Linked DNA regions of Callithrix jacchus: region 1 is linked to region 2. A link is a contact called in public Hi-C data. All regions are on one chromosome and are shown on one strand. Each heading gives the region's core, a stretch centred on a gene start, on an enhancer-like site or on the middle of the called end of the contact. The rest is flanking DNA. Distances are from core to core; before and after follow the strand shown.

The links. Hi-C and Micro-C count contacts between places; a contact is called where the count stands out from the background.
Region 1: a contact with region 2 is called in a Hi-C map of induced pluripotent stem cells, with 4 times the contacts expected there. The contact joins the enhancer-like site here to the promoter of EPS8 in region 2. A contact is called at or near these places in 3 of 3 Hi-C or Micro-C datasets (induced pluripotent stem cells and skeletal muscle).

What each region holds. Positions count from the first base shown.
Region 1 is chr9:7,725,022-7,731,814 of calJac240_pri, forward strand. PTPRO (protein tyrosine phosphatase receptor type O) reads right to left here. Exons shown (of 27, transcript XM_035255268.3): 24 at 1,506-1,660. Among named protein-coding and RNA genes, the nearest start is that of PTPRO, 270 kb to the right of the region's middle. Within about 2 kb of position 4,845, at least 6 of the 16 cell types and tissues checked have an H3K27ac peak or open chromatin away from gene starts, as enhancers often do.
Region 2 is chr9:7,440,091-7,447,499 of calJac240_pri, forward strand. EPS8 (EGFR pathway substrate 8, signaling adaptor) reads left to right here and starts at 3,330. Exons shown (of 22, transcript XM_035255264.3): 1 at 3,330-3,563.

The DNA of each region.
Region 1 (6,793 bases), core at 3,595-6,094, 290 kb after region 2:
AACTTTGATGATAACGGTTCCTGTTGGGAATTAGTGTGGACCTTGATTTTTTAATATTCTATATCCTCTTTCATTCTACTGTCTAAAAATTTAGAGACAATGCTGAGGAAGAACCGTAGCAAACATGTTTATCTTCTTTGGCTGAATATTTTCGTTTTTCCTTTTTCTTTTCTTCTTTTTATTTTTATTATTATTTTTTTTATGCAGTCTTGCTCTGTCATCCAGGCTGGAGTGCAGTGGCACGGTCTCGGCTCACTGCAACCTCCGCCTCCTGGATTCAAGCGATTCTCCTGCCTCAGCCTCCTGAGTAGCTGGGACTACAGGTATGCATCACCATGCCTGGCTAATTTTTGTATTTTTAGTAGAGACAGGGTTTTGCCATGTTGGCCAGGCTGGTCTCGAACTCCTGCCCTTGTGATCCGCCTGCCTCGGCCTCCCAAAGTGCTGGGATTACAGGCACGAGCCACTGTGCTCGGCCCATTTTCTTGTTTTTTTTTGAGATGGAGTTTCACTCTTGTTACCCAGGCTGGAGTGCAATGGCACGATCTCGGCTCACTGCAACTTCCGCCTCCTGGGTTCAGGCAATTCTCCTGCCTCAGCCTCCTGAGTAGCTGGGATTACAGGCACGCGCCACTGTGCCCAGCTAATTTTTTGTATTTTTAGTAGAGACGGGGTTTCACCATGTTGACCAGGATGGTCTTGATCTCTTGACCTCATGATCCACCCGCCTCGGCCTCCCAATTGTTTTTAGGTTTATTTATATTGTGCCGAGCTGTGACCAGCTTTCTATAGTTTGACCTACTATTTGTCCATGTTGTAACTACTCAGAATCCTTGATGGGGCAGGATAATATCACACACTAAGAGCACGATCGTCATAGATTCGCAGGCCTGGGTTTGAATACTGTCTCCTCCGTGTTCTACTTGCAGGCAGTTGTGTGAATCCCTTACCATCTTTACCTTTCTTTACATTTTTCATTTAAAAATGGGAATAATGGCCGGGCGCGGTGGCTCAAGCCTGTAATCCCAGCACTTTGGGAGGCCGAGGCGGGTGAATCACGAGGTCAAGAGATCAAGACCATCCTGATCAACAAGGTGAAACCCCATCTCTACTAAAAATATAAAAATTAGCTGGGCATGGTGGCACGTGCCTGTAATCCCAGCTACTCAGGAGGCTGAGGCAGGAGAATTGCTTGAACCCAGAAGGCGGAGGTTGCAGTGAGCCGAGATTGTGTCATTGCACTTCAGTCTGGGTGACAATAGTGAAACTCTGTCTCAAAAAAAAAAAAAAATGGGAATAATAACATCTATCTTATAGGGTGTAGACATGAGATAGCCATAATAAATATTGTGTATGGTAAGATATCAATTAATCATAGTTTAAAATATCAGAATTCATTATTTAATTTTCAATTACATCTGATCAGGGGCTTATGGAATGGTGAACTATTCCCCTTATAAAACCAGCCTCTAATTTTTAATAGAGAACACAGCTGAGGACGTTACCTGCAGTGAATGATCATGGGACCTTTGCTCTTGGTAGCTTGCTGTCGGACCATGTGTACAAACTGCAGGATACTCTCTGCAGCATTTGCTGTGGGCACACCGTGATCAGGCCATGCGGTGTAGTTGAAATGCATCACATCCTGCATCTCGTCAGCCTTTAGGGAAAAGAGTCAAAACCAAGCTTTAACTTTTCAGTTCACTGTTAGGATGGCCCAGGACTCCACTGGGGATCCCAGGTTAGTCACGCAAGAAGGTAGAGCCATGCTCCACTCCCAGTCAGGACACCTTCCTTTCCGGCTTTGAGCACCATATCTTTGAGCACCGTAAAACAGGTACTGAAAAAAAAAACCACACGAATTGTACAAAGCTTCAGAGAGTAGGATAAGTAGGCTAATCTGTACCTGCGTAATTAAGGACAAAAGCGTAAGCAGATTAGGATTTGCATCTTGGCTCCGTCATTTAGAAGCTGCGTCAGCTTTGGCTAATGAATTAAACACTGTAGAAAGTGCTGTTGGTGCCCTTTGGATACCCTCTGCCATCCTGGGGCACACTTTTCCCCGTTGCTGATAACAGCATAGCAGTACCCTTCTTTTGATAGTTGCCTTCTACTGCATGGAGCTGCCTCGATGGAAAATGCCTAAGAGGTTGCTTTCTCCTGCTGAGGGCAGCCCACAGCTAATGATTGACTAACCGTGGGGTGCAAAAATCCAGCCTCTTTCAGAGTGAGACAATGCCATGGTGCTGTTCATGCCCCAGCACTGTCTGTGGGATCCAGCACAGGGGAGACTTCAGCTGAATGCTCTGAGTGGCTTCTTCTCTGTCAGTCTGCTTCCCTTGCTCCCTGTGGGGCTTCCCCAAGAATGCACTTCCACAAAATCACTCATATGAGAACCCTTGTCTCGGGCTTTGATACTAGAAGACCTGACTCACTGAACTTCAGTTTTCTCATATCCAAAAATGGCCCAATGACACTTACAACAGGAGTTGTGTGGATTAAGTGTAATCACATTTGTGATTATCATTACCTACTAGTACCTCATTACTATCACTCACTGTCATCCAGCTCTGTGCATTGTATGGCTGGTTCTGGGAATCCAAGCAAGTGAGTATAGCTTGTGTATTAATCCTATTCCTGTTGTCCCATGCATCAAATATATTGCTGGTCCCTTTGAACGGACTACATATTAACTAAAATGTGGATCTTTCCAGATCAACTATTTTTAGTCCCAACGAATTTGTAAGCATGATGTATTCTCCATGTGTCAGCAACTGTCAGAAATATCCCAAACCCAGGCTTCATAAAGGTCTGATTCATCTCTCATTCCTCAAATTCGCAAAGAGCCTAGAATTCACTCAGAGAATGGAATATATATCATAATTGGGAAGGAGGGAAACTTGGCCTCGCTGTCAGTTTTGAGTTAAAGTTTAAGTTCAGGTATTAAAAGAGAAATGAATTTCGAAGAGTCAGTGGTCTTGGGCAGAAAATCAATGTATAAAGACAATACGTAAATAAAATGTACAAAGAAATATATAAGATCTGCTTAAATATACATGAGTTGTCACCTCCCCTCCACCCGTTGTACCCTTGGCACCTAATGTATCCCCAGCAGTGTGCAGCACCTCCCCTGCTATGTTCAAGGGCTCTGGCTGAGACACAGAGAGCATGAAGTCTACAAAGATACTGGCTACCCTCAGTGCTGCCTTCAGGAAGTATGTTGAGAAAGTATCTTGGGCATAGTGAATTGCACAGGATAATTTACTTATTCAACATCATGAGGATTTGAGAATACCCAGCCACCAGATAACTTTGGTTGCCAGGAAAGTTCAGGAGAATGCTCGTCCTGTTCAAATGCCGATCATAATTTGTATAACTTGTGTACATTGTAGCCAATATATATATGTGTGTGTGTTTATGTGTATATATACGTGTGTGTATGTATATATATATGTGTGTGGGTGTATATATGTGTGAGTGTGCATGTATATATATGTGTGTGGGTGTATATATATGTGAGTTTGTATGTATATATGTGTGTATATATGTGTATGTGTATACATGTGTGTATAGTGTGTGTATGTGTGTATGTATGTATGTGCATGAGTGTGCACATGTGTATGTGTGTATGTGTATTTATATATGTGTATATATATGTGTGTATGCATATATATGTGTATATGTGTGTATATATATATGTGTGTGTGCGTGTATGTATGTGTGTGTATGTGTGTATATATGTGTGTATATATATGTGTATGTGTATATATTTGTGTGTGTGTATATATGTGTGTGTATATATATGTATATGTGTATATATATGTATATGTGTATATATTTGTGTGTGTATATATGTGTGTGTATGTATATGTGTGTGTGCGTGTATGTATGTGTGTGTATGTGTGTATATATGTGTGTATATATATGTGTATGTGTATATATTTGTGTGTGTGTATATATATGTGTGCATGTGTGTATGTATGTGTGTGTATATATGTGTGTGTATATATATGTGTATGTGTATATATTTGTGTGTGTGTATATATGTGTGTGTATATATATGTGTATGTGTATATATTTGTGTGTGTATATATGTGTGTGTATATATGTGTGTGTATATATATGTGTATGTGTATATATTTGTGTGTGTGTATATATGTGTGTATATATATGTGTATGTGTATATATTTGTGTGTGTGTATATATGTGTGTATATATGTGTGTGTATATATATATGTGTATGTGTATATATTTGTGTGTGTGTATATATGTGTGTATATATATGTGTGTATATATATGTGTGTGTGTATATATGTGTATGTGTATATATTTGTGTGTGTATATATGTGTGTGTATATATGTGTGTGTGTGTATATATATGTGTATGTGTATATATTTGTGTGTGTATATATGTGTGTGTATATATGTGTGTGTATATATATGTGTGTGTGTGTATATATGTGTATGTGTATATATTTGTGTGTGTGTATATATGTGTGTGTATATATATATGTGTGTGTATATATATGTGTGTGTGTGTGTGTATATATATTTTTTTAGCCGAAATACATTTTCACTTCAACCATTTACATTTTCACTTTCAACCTTGAAGTGAAAATGTATTTGGCTAAAAACTGCAAGGTGATTTAAAATCAGGAAATTATTAAATTTTAGTTAGTTGCTCCGCAGCTACAAGGCAGGGGTCCTGGAACCGCGGTCAGCCTGTGAGCTGAATAGCAAGGCATGAGTTTCCTGGCAACAAAAATGTTTTTGATGATCTTTACTCTCCAGCTCTCACACAGGCCATGCCAAGTTTCAAGTAGTAGAAAGTGACAAGTTGTGTGTTATGGTCATTTTTCTCCTTTCCTGTTAAATGAGAAAACTTTTCTGGTTTTCTCTTACTTAGCTAATCCCAAATTTCTCTTACCTTGATTTCCTTATTTATGTAATTTTATCCTTTTTGTAATTGGAAAGCTTCTGCATATCAATATGGAATGGATAAAGAAGGGTATAAACAAAAAACGAAACTAACTGTAAAACGTGTTTATTAGCACAGCACAGTGCTTTTCGGGCAACTGAGCTTTCATTTTAGGAACTTAACATTTAGCTTCGGTATCCTTACGGCCAAAAGGGGGCACTCTGGTACCAGATGCTTGTAACAGATGAATGCCTTCCAAGCAAACACTGCGGTTCAATGTTTTATTCCTAGTTTTCAAATCCTTCACATGATTGTCATCGAAAGATAGGTCGTCATTTAAGACCAAGGACAAGAAGCATAGTACTGACCATGCAATAATCTGTGTGACTCCTCCTTGCCAACAGAATCGGCAGTGGAACAGACCCTATTTTGTGCTCTGAAATGTTCTCTCCTACATGCAAACCTAGGGACAGATTTGTACTGTATTTGTTTAGCAATTTGTGCTGGCTTCTCCATGGAAATAGCTAAGAACGAAAGCAGAGTTCAAACGGCATTCGGGTTGACAAATATTTTCTCTGATGGAAAGTCTGTTGATGCTTTACGAGTGCCTTATTATTTTTGAAATAACTCGTTCATTTACTGATTTATTCATTCCACAAGGATAGAGCAGTTGCTTCTGAAACTCACAGTGTATCGGGGAGGCAGAAACGAGGAGTGAGAATTGTCACTGCTACGATGTGCTGTGATAGAGCAGTTTACTGAGTTTCTGCCCCAGCAAAGGAAAGTGTTAATGGTGTCCAAGCCCAGAGAAGATGCCACAAAACAGGTGACACTTAAGCTGAAACTCTGCATTTGAGCAGAAACGCGTGCTTAATGTGGAAGCAAGGTGAATTTCAAATGACTGAAACGACATGAAACACAGTCTGTTAGAGCCGGACAGGGATTTGCCTAAATTCTCCTGGTGGCAAAAGACATTGTTAACTGCCAGTTAAGAAGTGATTTATTGCCTGGGCGCAGGGGTTCACACCTGTAATCCTAGCACTTTGGGAGGCAGGAGGATCACGAGGTCAGGAGTTCCAGACCAGCCTGGCCAACACGGCTAAAGCCTGTCTCTACTAAAAATACAAAAATTAGCCGGGCGTGGTGGTAGGCGCCTAGAATCCTAGCTACCTGGGAGGCTGAGGCAAGAGAATTGCTTCAACCCAGGAGGCAGAGGTTGCAGTGAACTGAGATTGCACCACTGCACTCCAGCCTGGGCAAAAGAGCAAGACTCCATCTCCAAAAAAAAAAAAAAAAAAAGAATTGATTTATCTCTCGTACATATGAATAAATAGATAGTATCAGGTTCTTACGTTGTACTGATATGGGCAATCTTTGTTTCCCTGGTGTGTTTTGAGGGTCAGCAAACATTTTCTGCAAAGGGACAGTTAGCAAGTATTGTAGTTTTTTTGCAAATCATGTCGTTTTGATTGCAACTACTCAAGCTTGATGTAGCACAAAAGCAGTCAGAGATTATTTGCAAGCAAATGCAGCCTGTGTTCTAATAAAATATTATATATGGACATTGAAATTTGAATTTCACAGAATTTACATAGGGTATTTCATATAAATAGTACGAAATAGTGTGTACTATAGACATACAGTATTTCATATTATTTTCATATGGTATTTCATACTATTTTTCTTGTTTTTTTTTTTTTTTTTTTTTTTTTTTTTTTTTTTTGAGACAGAGTCTTGCTCTCGTTGCCCAGGCTGAAGTGTAGTGGCACAATCTTGGCTCACTGCAACTGCTACCCACTGGGCTCAAGTGATTCTCCCACCTCAGCCTCTCGAGTAGCTGGGACTACAGGTGTGTGCCACCAAGCCAGCTAATTT
Region 2 (7,409 bases), core at 2,080-4,579:
TTATAGCATGATTAATGATGGTTAGGAGAGGAAGGGAAAGGAATTTGTCAGTCGATGTGTCAATTTCTCATTTAAACAACTGGATAATAGTGTTGCTATTTAAAGAGAGAGGGGACACTGAAAGAAGACCAGTTCTGGGGAAGAATGTTACACATCAGTCGGGACATGTTGAGTTTATGATGTGTGTAACGCACGTACAGATGATGAATAGGCTATTGTATGTCAGGTCCAAACTTGGAAGAGAAGTCTGCACATTCAGGAAACTGTCTTTTCATTGTGTCACATGTGCTGCAGGTATTGTCCCAGTTCCTCTTTTGATTTTCTTGTTTCTTTATTTTTATTTTGAGAGGGAGTCTCGCTCTGACTCCAAGGCTGGAGTGCAGTGGCACGATCTGGGCTCATCGCAGCTTCCACTTCCTGAGTTCAAGTGATTGATTCTCCTGCCTCAGCCTCCCAAGTTGCTACGATTACAGACATGCACCACCACACCCAGCTAATTTTCGTATTTTTAGTAGAGACGGTGTTTCACCATGTTGGCCATGCTGGTCTTGAACTCCTGACCTCTGGTGATCAGCCCACCTCGGCCTCCCAGAGTGCTAGGATTACAGGCGTGAGCCACTGCCCCTGGCCCTGCCTTGCTTTATTATGTTTCTAATCATACAGACATTTTACTTTATATGGTGTGGTATAATTTGTCGATATTTTTCTTAGGGGCTTCCAGGTTTTATGTCATGCTTAGAAAGGTGTTTCATACTCTCACATTATAAAAATATTAATCCACACTTTTAAAAGTAACTTTGTGGTTTTTTTAAACATCTAAATCTTTGATGTATATGTATTTATATAACAGACCAACCTCTTGTGTATAACAACCACAAATGCAGGACAACGTAAAGAAACCAGTACCTGGGCACTGGCGAACAAAGAAAACCAGGCCGACTCTAGAGGAGAATGTACACTGGAAGGAGGAAAGGGCATTGGGCGATTTTACCACTTTTATGGGTCCTGGACTAAGGGCAGGCCACACTCATTGCCAGGTAGTATGGTGAAAACTCAGATAGAAAATCAATGTTTTTACCAGCTTAAAGAACCAGAGGTCACCATTTAAGAAAACCACAGGAACTGGGAAATGAGGACACATATCTTGGAACAGAGATTCACAGAGACAAAACACTCTACATGCTGTGTACAAACTCTGCCCACACCATGTAGATGACTCCTGACCTACAAATGCATTGTTCAGACTATGCAACCCAGCCAAGGTTAAATGACTTTATAGGAGATTTGTGCTGCTGTCCACTGCTGAAATGACAGAGTTGAGAGTTTCTTGCTTTAACAAAACATGAATAAATAAATAAAATAATTTACAAGAATTTAAAGACTTCAGAATCTCTAAATATAAGATTTACAAGTTACAAGTTCCAGTATAAAATCCAAAATTACTAGCCATGTGAAGCAACTGAAAAATATGAAGAATCCTGAAGAGGAAATCAATACAGAACTACCCAGAGGTGATCCAGATACTTAGCAGTGTTTTTATTTTTATTTTTATTTTGAGATGGAGTCTCACTCTGACACCCAAGCTGGAGTGCAGTGGCACAATCTGGCCTCTCTGTAGCCTCCGCTTCCCAAGTTCACGTGATTCTCCTGCCTCAGCCTCTTGAGTAACTGGGATTACAGGCACACACCACATACCCAGCTAATTTTTGTATTTTTGCATTTTCAGTAGAGATGGGTTGCCCTTCCTGAGGAATATCTTTGTGGTAGTCTCTGTATTTCCTGGTGAATCTGACTTGAATGTTGGCCTGCCTTGCTAGGTTGGGGAAGTTCCCCTGGATAATATCCTGAAGAGTATTTTCCAGCTTGGATTCATTCTCTCTGTCACATTCAGGTACACTGATCAAATGTAGATTAGGTCTTTTCATAAAATCCCATATTCTTGGATGCTCTGTTCATTTCTTTTCACTCTTTTTCCTCTAATCTTGCTTCTTGACTTAATTTGATGATTAAGTCTTTAATCCATCTGGAGTTAACTTTAGCATAAGGTGTCAGGAATGGGTCCAGTTTCTGCCTTATGCACATGGCTAGTCAGCTTTCCCAACACCATTTATTAAACAGGGAATCCTTTCCCCATTGTTTGTTTTTGTCCTGTTTGTCAAAGATCAAATGGTTGTAGATGTGTGGCATTACCTCTGAGGACTCTGTTCTGTTCCATTGGTCTACATCTCTGTTTTGGTCCCAGTTCCATGCTGTTTGAATTACTGTAGCCTTGTAGTATAGTTTGAAGAGGAACTTTCTATATCTAACAGAGCCCTCACCAACTTTACCTCACTTACAGTACCAGAACCACAGTATCCCCTTGGCAAACTCCTGTGTTCCTTTAGCAACATGCAGGCCAAGGAAAACTCCATCACCATCTAGCCTGTGTAGTTTAATTACACATAATGATGACAGTTCTTCTGTGACATGGAAAGAAGTTGTATTTTCTGAAGAAAATACATGAGGACCCTAGATGGTGGAGGAGTGAGCAGGGTCTGCAACAGGAAGATCAGGATATGAGCAGATAGAGTTCAGAAACAAGGGACAACCATATGAAGCCCTAAATGCAAGGACTTTGTCTCTCCCTTGTGTGGTAGAAGAGAAAGAATCAGATAAAGTCATTACAACTCTTAGGTTCTTCTATTTTGCAATGATTGAGAATACTTATTTAATTCTTCTATAAAAATAAGTGCTTAAATTGCCATTATAGTTAAATGTTTATTTAATCTGGAAACATGGAGTGGTGCTCCTTAGAAAGGCTGCCAGGCCAAATTAGTGCTGAGAGGGCATGTTGTATCCACAGTGGCCCTCTATGGTCTAATCAGGAGACAGAAAATACACGTGTTATTTGATAGAGAGAACTTAATATAAACAATAGTTATATAGCTTTTAAGGTGTTAACTATGAAATGGTAAAAAGAGAACTCTAACAAATCATGGAAAAAGCAATTCAGAAAACAAGTATCATCCCCAAGCCTGAGAGATCAAAAAGAACAAAGAAAAAAACTTATTAATAGAAACAGAGAAGGGCACTGTAGTCCTGAAACTCCAGCATCTCAGGAGCAGACACCAGGTAGCAGATGCTCGTGTTGGTGGTGGTGGTTGGGTGGCTGGTGGTGGTGGTCATAAGGCAGGTTCTTCAAGGAATGAAAAAAGTGCAACCTGGATTCTGCTGCTGCTACAGGAAAAAAAAAAAAAATGCTACAGGGGTGGAAAAAAAAAAGTACAGGAGGATTAGTTTTTAATAGAACCACAAGAAGACAGGAAGCCATAAAGCAGCAAACCGGAAATAGCAGTCCCTTCTTTCTCTCCAGCGTTGCTGCCCTCCTCTCACGCCCCCTGCTGGAAGACGCTACCACAGAACAGCGTGGGGAAGCAAAAATGAGATTTGGTAGCGTCCTCGCCACACTATCACAAGGAGAGTAGGGTGGAGCTAAGAGACGACATCTGGCAAAAGGATTTACAAGAGGGCAAGAGAAAATATGTCTAAAGGTGTGCCACTGGTGACGGATCTAAAGGAAAACGGTAAATTTTAATGAACACGCCTTCCTTGCCTCCCACACACTTGGCTGATCAGCTGTCTTTCCTGTTGGTACCACCATTTACCGAGGCACTATTGGAGAATAATTCTTGAATCTTTTATTTTCATACCTTGTGTTCAATCAATCAGCAACTTGTGTCAGTTCTGCCACAAGTCACTTCTACACACACAGTCACCAACCCAATTTAAGTGTACCTCATTTTTCACATGGTCTAAAGCAACACCCTTCTAAATGATATTTCTGTCTCTAGTTTCATCTCCTTTTAGTGAATCTCGACCCTAGCAGCACGATAGTATCATCTGAGAAACTTTTTAAACTATCTCATTTCCAAGGACCCTGATTTAATTAGTTTGAACTGAGGTCTAGGGATCAGCACTTTAAAAGCTCCCTAGGAAGTTCTAAAGTGCAGCTAGCTTGACAGCTATTTTTTTAGTCTGTCCTCAATATTAGTGTCAAATTATTTTATTATTATTTTATGGTGTGAAAATCCAGTAACCTTGGTTCATTACCCAGAATTCCTCAATAATTATCCATGTAAACAGACAACGTAGATAAACGACAGGCCTACGGTTCTTCTTGGTCAGTTTTCCACATACCTCTCCACCTCTGTCTGCTTAATTCTCCTCCCAGACACTGTCAGTGAACTGGAAGCATTTAACTTTCCTTTTCCAACAGCACTGAGCTACTTGCAATTTCCTGAACAAAAGATACTGTCACCTATTCATACATATGCATATTTTATTCTCTCCCAGGAAAAGAACCTCTCTCAAACGACAGCAAGCTTGAAACACTTTTAAAAAACACATAATGTACTCTTAATGTTCTTAAAGCAGTATTCAAAACTAAATCCTTTCTGTGGTATCAATTATATGAAAAGAATGTGACTGTATAGAAAAAAGGGTGCAGGAAATTTATTAAAATGTTCATTGTAATTGTCTCTAGGTGGTGGAGTTACAGATTTTGTTTCCTTCTCTATACTTTCCTATAGTTTAGAAATACATGATATATAAAAATACATTTTTTCCACAATGGCATATATTACACCTCTAAATGGAAAGAATACGTAACATTAAGAAAATCATTTACATATTTAAAAAGTCACCACATATACCTCTATATCTTATTCGATTCTTGAATTAACATAGAAGTGTTTGGTTAATAAAATAGGATAGTGGGCCTAGGCAGCAGGGTGGCCTCAGGCCAGGAGATCAGCCCAGGCAAGAGTGAGATCCAGTCTCTACAGAAATTTTTTAAAAAGTCGTCAGGTGCTGTGGCACTTACCTGTAGTAACAGCTGCTTGGGAGGCTAAGGTGTAAAAAAAGACTGGCCAGGAAGTCAAGGCTGCAGTGAGATATGCTCTTTCCAGTGCATTCCAGCCTGGGCGACAGAACGAGATCCTGCCTCTAAAATACAAATAATAGTAATATTAACATTTATTTGCTTAAACAAGTTTTTATTCCTGTCCTACACAGAAATGCATTTTTCCTTCAGCCACCAGATGGCAGTCTCCTCCCATATATTGTCCCATTTACAGCTTGCTGAAGCACATTTTTAGGGATTGTGCATCATTTACATAAATACTTTTGATTTTCAACTAACAAGTTATATTATTTATGTTTACAGCATATTTCAATACACATTAAGAAAATTATGAGATTTAATTATTTAAAATTTAAATCGATTTTCTCATAAACATCTCATGTTTATTGGTATCATCTCAAGTAATTCTATCCCAATCAACTCACCACGCAGAAGGTAGTAAGAATTCCCTTCTCTTTTGAATTTCGTTTTGCTTTTATTCTTGATTTAGCCTTTTGGACTTGCAGATGATGCCCGCAGACATTCTTCAGTTTAACTGGTGGTGTTGAAGGATGAACAGACTGCCATCCTCCTTCCATGTATGCCAGCTGACTCCACAATGGCAGAGACCTAAGAATTGGCATTCATAGTTGGGGGAGGGGGTCAAAGTGAACCAAGCTTCCCAAGCTCAGAGCTGGTAGGAGAAGGGATATTCCTGTGGGGAATGTCCTGGTGGCACATATTCTAAATGATTCTAAAATCTTGCCTGCAATAATGCATTCAGGAATATTAATGAAGATTCCTAAGAGTTTGGAGGATAATGGCTTGTCTAGCAATATATATATTTTAAATGGCCATTTTCCACTATATATAAGGTATTATTGGTATCAAATAAATCTCAAATTCTCTCCAGAGTTTTTTTCCTTTTTTCTATTCCTTTCTTTCCAAAGTCTGATTGCTGGTCAAAAATGATTCTTCTTTGAGTTTCACTTTCGTCAGATGATGACACATCTGCCTGGTATTACATTTCCAATTTGCAATACACAGTACTCAGGGAACTGGTCAAATTTGGTACACTCGGAACTGTTTTTCTGGTGGATCAGCCAAGTCTTTCCTTTTGAACACGTGAGGTGCATTTATAATGTCTAAATTTTAGGACTGAACATTACATTCAAGGGTGATTACTACACATTAGAGAAGACTCTGTAAGCACGTAGTAAGTTTTCATAATTGTCTTCTGATTACAGAATACACGCTCTTTATAAATCTTTTGCAATACACTGAAAGCTCAAGGGAGAAAAGTTGAAATTGTTCGTAATTTCCCAACACAGCAAAAGTGCCTGATAAGTGGCTATGAAATCAATTATAAGGATTTGTGTCTAAAAACATCAATACTTCTGCATTCTTATCATTTTCCATAGTAAAACGTTAATATTTGGAGTTTTTTGCAATTGTGAATGATTTTAAAGTTAGTAACAGAAAGTTCTCTGTGGTTTGGTCTTTAAGCTAGATATCAACCTACACTTTAAAACAATTTTTATTCACGTTTTCTTTTCTCGTGTTTGTTTAGGGTTAAATATTTTTCTTAACTTCTGTTAACACCTCTGGTCATGAACATGCAGCTGTCTGACTGATCGATCTTCCTTGAGATAACGGAAAGTCTGAGTGCTATTCTTGCTATTGCACACATTTCTGTGGGACCTCAGCAAGTTAATTATCTTCTTTGTGTGCTTAATCCTCTTAGAGCACAGCCCTCGTCACTTCTGTATGCTATGCCATTCTATGAGGATGAATGTTTCTCTTTATCCTCTGTATATAGAAATGGAAAAAACAGAGTTAAGTACAAGAACAAGAAGCCCAAGTGTTTGTATCAAGCTAAGAAACGGGCTCAATATCTGCAGAATTCAATGTCTGCTTCAGTCTTTTCGTAGGTTTTAGAGCACAATTTTAATTTAGAAAGGATTGGAAGTTAATATTCAAATGGTTTTCTTTTTAATTATTTTCCTAATCTACTCAAACAAACAAACTTAAAAATAATATCATCTCTGTCATTAATTGCTACTTGGTGTGGGAATAACATGTTTCAAAGTAACAAATAAAACTACAGATTTCTTTTTAGAACATTTCCTATTAATTCGTTATGAGAACATTTGTGGAGCACTGACATTGATGAATAAAATGCCGCATTGACTTGGAGTCTAGTGAACAAGTCAGAGAAATAGACAATTATACTGTACTGAAAAATTATTTATTGAGTGCTACTGTTTCAGGTAATGTTTTGGAGACTGCAGATAGAGCAGTGAACAACACATATCAAAATTTCCACTCCCGTGGAGCTGACATTTTAGAGAAGGCAGACAGACAGTAAATAAACAATCACATAATACCTACGGGGTGGCACGTGGCGATGGAAGCTGCAGAGAAAAATAACAGGCTATAGGAAGAAGGAAGCCAGACCGGAGATTCCCGGGCAGAAGAGCACCATCAGTCTTATCGCTGCTGTTTTGGCCGGTGCAGTGGGTTGCTCAGA